2 separate regions of the Gossypium hirsutum genome follow, and region 1 is linked to region 2. Evidence: chromatin contacts called from public Hi-C data. All regions are on one chromosome and are shown on one strand. Each heading gives the region's core, a stretch centred on a gene start, on an enhancer-like site or on the middle of the called end of the contact. The rest is flanking DNA. Distances are from core to core; before and after follow the strand shown. Region 1 has its middle 13 kb from the start of LOC107915202. Region 2 holds the start of LOC107914698.

Region 1 (3,322 bases), core at 115-2,614, 79 kb after region 2:
AGGAAGTTTCTGGCAGTTTGATTATCTGCATTATCTGGTGGTTTATCTATATTTTTATTCTGGCAGATTGGCAGCACTTTAGTGGCTTGACCACATGTATCTGATTTGGCAGTTTTAACTGCAAAATTCTGGTGACACTATCCATAGTTATCTGTTGGTGTGATTTGGCTGGATGAGTTCTAGGGGAACTATATTTTAGTGTGTAGTGGAGTTGGGTAGGATGTTTTTTTTGATAAATCTACATTTTGATTGGTTTTGAAAAAATACCGCATCTGCATAAACATACATACTCTGCGTAGCTCTGTTCAGTTTTGCTTTGTTTCGTTCTACTCTGCTTTGTTTTGTTCTATTTAGTTCTGCTCTATCCTGTTTTGGTGGGTTTGTGTTGTTCTGTTATATTAGCATGATGACAACCTCTGTGATACTCTGGTCTATTTCGTTCTGGTTTTACAGTTGCTATTAAGTTCGTTGTGTTTACTCTAATTTATATACTATGTTTGGTTAACTATAATTGATGTTGGTTATACAATGGGCTTTATAGCTCACCTTTTGGTTTTATATTTGTGTGTTCAGGTAAGTCTTTGACTTAGGACCAGACGACGTATGGGAGCTCGGATTGTTTTGCAACAATGTAAAAATACTTTTGATCTTTTGAGTTTGTAGTCTGTTTTTCAATTTCTAGTTTTCAAGATCTTGTTTATTTAATTGTTTGTCAGATATGGTGTTTTTACATAAATATAAATATTTGTTTACATTATTTGTTCAAGTCTTGTATTTATTCGCTAACGTGTTTTGTCCTACACCTACTTGTGCACTGTTTCCATAAATAATATAAATTACTCACTTGCAATAAAACACGAGTCTCTACACGTGTCACAATAAGTGAATCAATGAGCAAAGCATATCTGTGAATACTTACGAAAACAATTATTATTATTATATAAATGTGATTTGATTGTAACCATTTATGTGTTTATAAATTGTAACAATATATATAATGTCATGATTATTTGTTAAGTAAAATTAAGAAAACTTTAAAACGTCTCTTAAAGTCGTTAAAAAATAAAACTATAAATCTATAACAAAAGCGAGTACATGTATAAAAAAATATTTCGTGAGGAGTACAAGCAACAACTTTAAATTTTCTTTATCAACTAATTCTTATCTTTTCAATATCGAAATCAAAATTTTCACTCTTTTTCTTTGATTTATTGATAAGCAAATTATATTTGGAGTTGGGACTCTCAAATAAAGCGACGATTGTCCCATGGCATTTATTGACAAAAAAATAGATAGCTCAAATATCCTTCCAGTCCCAACCATCCATCCATCCATGTCTGCCATCTTCCATGTATGTGGCTACGAACCCAACCCCTCCATAAATTACATATTGTTCAGTTTTGTCCTCATCCAACACAACAAAACCAAACTTAATCTAGTACATTTAACATACTTTTTCTAGTCTTAAACTGATATCATATGCCTTCATGAAGGTTCAGGAGACAAACTTACGAATAGGTCATTTCCTTTTGGATGAGTCGAAATAATATTATATAATTAAGGATTTTATGTTCGAATTGGAGTACGATAATGAATTACAAATCGTTTACGGTAAAAAAAAAAAGAGATTATTTTGTCCTTAATGATTGTCTTATGTATATTATGTTAATTGTTTTAATTAAAAAATTATTTTAATTGTTTGTAGTAAGTGGTTTAACAAGTTAGAACAACACTTAGGACCGTGAATTTAAATAGTTAAAATGTCGTTAATGATTAGTTTCGTATCAACAAATGATTCTTGGATTGAAGTTGCAATTACTTTTTATCTTGTTAGTGAATTTTATTTCGAAGAAAAGAGCGAAAAAAGATTGATTGATTCAAACCAAATTTATCCTTATCCGTTCACGATTAAATGTGTGAATATTTTTGCACTTTTATATTAGGTTATTGTGATTTGTGAGTGAGGATTTGGGGTAAGTGAATGTATTAGGGCACTTTGTCTAGGCTATAAGTATTCGTTGTATAATAGTAGATTGAGTTTTAACTAATAGGTTCCTGATTCATTGTTGAATAAAATTATTTAATAAGTAAGGTTGTACAAAGTAGGATTGGTGAATTCAAACTGCACTAATAAATATCGTGTGTTCTTTTCTCTACTTGTCTTATCTTCCTTTTGTAATATATTTGTCAAACTGCATTGTTCCAATCTATGTTGGAACATTAATTAGGACATCGAATTGAAACAACTGATAAATTAAGTTCTTTTTCATATCAATAAATATAAATTTAGGTGAATTTAATTTTAAAATTTTTAATAATATATCATCCTTTGATTCATTGATAAAACATAAGATTATATGCTATGTTATGGGGATTACCCTTTTCATTTAAAAAAAAAAAAATTCTCATATCTTAGGTTTGGGTTTGAAATAAAGCTTTTGGGTCATGATAGAAAAAACTTCTTGGTGGTATCTAATTAGTTTGCTTGCACCCCATCCATTTTTCTTTTCTTATCTTATCTCTCATTTTCTTTTTTTATTATTATTTCGACATTATCTATATGATCGCTTCCGAACGTACCAACGTTTAGAGTAAAAATCCTACAGAAAATATATGAAAAAGAAGTATCTACGAGTATACAGGCCAGGTTGTAATATAATTACAATGGAGTAGATGAGTACTCCAAGGATCGTACCCAAGGGAGGTGAGCACTAAATTAATTTTAACCTAAGCATAAATAGATCTAATTAGTACTTTAGATGAATTATATTATGATAAAATAAAAAAGAAGGTTTTTAGGATTCTTAATAATAATAAAAAGAAAAAGAAAAGAAATAAAGAAATAATGAGAAATCAAATAGTAAATTTATCAAATCTGAGCATGGGTAATTAGCTTGCTTCAGTAATCATAATCAACTGTCGCTTTAGGTTTTCTTGTTCAATAAACTAGTCGATATCCCAACAGGATCTTTTGGTCTTCCACTAGAATAATGAGGTGGTAAGAACTACTTATCTCTCGACCTCATAGTCCAAACTGGTTCAGGGTTAAGGTGCTCACGGATAGGCCATACCAATTTTGGGTTAATTCCTACTTTAATAACTTCCTAGGATTGTCAAGCCTAAGGTTTAATTTCTTCCTTTCCTGAACAACTAATTCGCTTAAGAGAACCCTATAAAACAATTAATTAATCATAACTCCACTCGTTAATCCCCTACAGGAGGATTAGTTCCTCATGGATCTTATAAACAATATAAACTTGATACAAAGAGTAAACATGAATAATGATTCAAGAATATAAGGTTTAGAATAAGCCTAATTTGT
Region 2 (2,903 bases), core at 145-2,644:
ACTTTTCTTACTTGTTTTCATTCGTTCCAACATTTGAATTTAAATGTTAGTAATGGAATAGAAATTGTAGTTTCGATTACCAAAATAAAAATACTCTATTAGTTGGGTGACTAATGGCGTGGTTTATCCTAATATAATATTTTTATTTTCTTAAATTTAAATGTTTCGTGAAGGTTGTTTTTTATTACCTTAATATAACATTTGATACCTAAACTTGTCAAATATATCTAATGTATTATCAACATGTGACGGATTACATGGAATTTAATGGCAGGAATTGTTACAGTTATTTGAAGTTTTCTCTATTTTACTTTTCATTGGGGTTGAGATTACATGAATGATTCAAGAGGGATTGCATGCTTAAATTAAGGTATGGTCATCACAAAGCCCTCAATTCCACAAATATATTATTAGTATAAGATGGAACTCATGTTAAAAAATTATGCTTTGAGCTAAGCTTAATGATGATGTTGAAGAAAAAAACAAGAGCGTTAAAAACCCAAAATAAAAGAAATTTATTATGTTAAATTAAAAATTAAAAGAAATTAAATTAGAAGCAATTGAACATTTAAAATATAAAAAAAGGTTCCATTTCCTTTGCCACATGGTGGTCATACATCGGTTATTTTTATTGTCTCATAAAAATAATATTGTTTGTTTATAGGAGTAAATTGTGTAACGTTTGACAAGTTTATGTATCAAACTAGACAAAGAAGAAGAAGAAGAAGAAGAAGAAGAAGAAGTTTAGGTATCAAATTAGGAAAATTGTCAAATTTAGATATCAAATTAGATTAAAAAGTGTCTAAGTACCAAATTAAAAAAAAAAGTCAAGTTCAAATATCAAATATTATATTAAATATGTTAATTTAATTGTAATTGTCCGCGTAGGCTAACAACCTACAACTTTTACTCATTTACTCATTTTTATTATTTTAAAATTACTTATGATCATAACAATTTATTATAGAAAAAGCATAAGTAGGTTCATAGAATTAGGTTTCTTTTGATGTTTGAAATTTTAATTGTAGTTCTTGTCCTTTCACATTTTATTTGTTAACATGAGATGGTTGCCTATGCTTTATCATCTCCAAAGAGATGTAGTTTGTTGATGATGTTACTTTTTGTAGGTTAATTATGACTGGATTTGCACACAATTAAATTTAATAGTGTAGTTTTATATTCACATTTCGTGGAATGATAAGAATATTGGAGAAATGACATCCACCACCTCGAAAAGTAGTACACTGGCCGATGAGAAAAATTTGTCATCATGAGAATTTATAAATATAAAAAATAAATTTATTAAATTATTCAAAATAAATGCAGTGAGCTAAATTTAAGTGAGGCATAATGGAGAATACTTTGAAGCAAGAAAATGAGTATAAATTATGGGCCAAATGAAGAGAAAACCGAAACAACCCAATGCAATCTGTTTTTTCAATTCGATTACCTCTGTTGCTCCTCCTTTATATATTTCCCTCCCAACTCCCACCCTAAAACCCCAGCGTCTCTTTCCAACACTTTATTCATTCGCTCTTTCTCAGTAATGGCTGATTATGCGATGGAATCCGATTCACACGTTTGTTCTAAGCGGAGAACAACTTCTGGCTCTGAACAACAACAAGAAACTTCTCTTCCCCCTCACCTTTCCCCTTCTCTCTATGAATCCACCGCCGACCACCGGGATTCGGGCCTTCAAGGCTGCCAAGAAGTAACTGCTATGGATCATAGCAGTCCAAAGAAGAAACCCAAGTGCTTTTCCCTTCTTTCTCAGGAAAACCAAGAAATGGGTCTTCATTCTTTCGCTCCAAAGGATGTCTCTCTTTCTGGGTTTTTCGAGAAAGAAAAGGTGGATGAGGTGGAAAGCAAAGAGGATTCTTTTGGAGTTCAAGAAGTTGATATCCAAGTCAACACCATTGAAGCTGATAACAAGGAACATCTCGGGACCGGTTTGGAATTTGAGGAGAAAAGGGTGGCAAAAGGAAAATCTTTGGAATCTGAAAATGTCTTGGAAGCTGAAAAGAAACGACTTTTGACTGAGCTTGAAGTTGGAAACGTCTTTGGTTTTGCAACGAACTCGTCCAAGATTGATGATGGAAACGGCGTTAGTGGTACCAAAGGTCTTGACTTGCCTGTTAAAGGGTCTTTAAAGATTGAAGTCATCGATGATACGGCTTTGATTGGATCATTTCCACTCCCCAAAACTGGAAATGGCAGTGTAAAAGATGAGAAGAAGAAGAAGGGGGAACATGAAATTGATGGTAAGAAAGCTAAAAGATCAAGAAGAAAGGGAAAGAATGTAAAAGAGGTCTTAGGGGAATCAGTGGCTATGAGACATATGGAATCAACCAAAATTTTTGAAGTTCAAAAGGGTAAGACAGAAAGCAAAACTCAAAATAAGATAATGTACTCAAGAAAAGAGTTAGAGGCTTTGAGGTTTGCCAAGGTTGGGGAACAAAGGAGTTTTTGGAGGGATGTATATAATAGTCTTGGTAAAGATGTGATCAGAGAGTATGAGGACTTGGGAAGCTGGAAGCATCAGAAGAACACCGGTTCAGGTTCGGGTTCGAGCTCTGACACGCGTCATCGCTTTGGAAAGAAGGCAGAGTCTCCTGCAATTATAAGTACGTTTTGTGTTATATCTCTTTTTTTTTTCCTGATGTGTTGTTTCAACATTTAAGTGCTCCTTTGGTTGTATTTATCACTATCTATTACCTTGTTGAATGTCTATCTACCTTAACATAGCAAGAGTCCAAAGCATTAGTTCTAATACATCATATGATAGAGTTTTATTGATGTTATTTGGGATTATGGTTTACTTCTGCAAAATAAATACATCAATGATATCATATAGTTCTGATGGTGATGAAACTATATCAGTCTTTTGAATTTTATTGTGTGAT

The links. A called contact is a pair of places that touch in the nucleus more often than the background predicts.
Region 1: a Hi-C map of anther shows a contact between it and region 2, with 1.8 times the contacts expected there. The contact joins the enhancer-like site here to the promoter of LOC107914698 in region 2. A contact is called at or near these places in 8 of 34 Hi-C or Micro-C datasets (anther, callus and leaf).

Annotation. Positions count from the first base shown.
Region 1 is chrD10:24,549,662-24,552,983 of Gossypium_hirsutum_v2.1, forward strand. No RefSeq gene overlaps it. Among protein-coding and RNA genes, the nearest start is that of LOC107915202, 13 kb to the left of the region's middle. Within about 2 kb of position 1,365, at least 2 of the 9 cell types and tissues checked have an H3K27ac peak or open chromatin away from gene starts, as enhancers often do. A contact at or near this core is called in leaf, where this site is marked.
Region 2 is chrD10:24,470,335-24,473,237 of Gossypium_hirsutum_v2.1, forward strand. LOC107914698 reads left to right here and starts at 1,395. Exons shown (of 4, transcript XM_016843703.2): 1 at 1,395-2,624. The coding sequence starts at 1,547.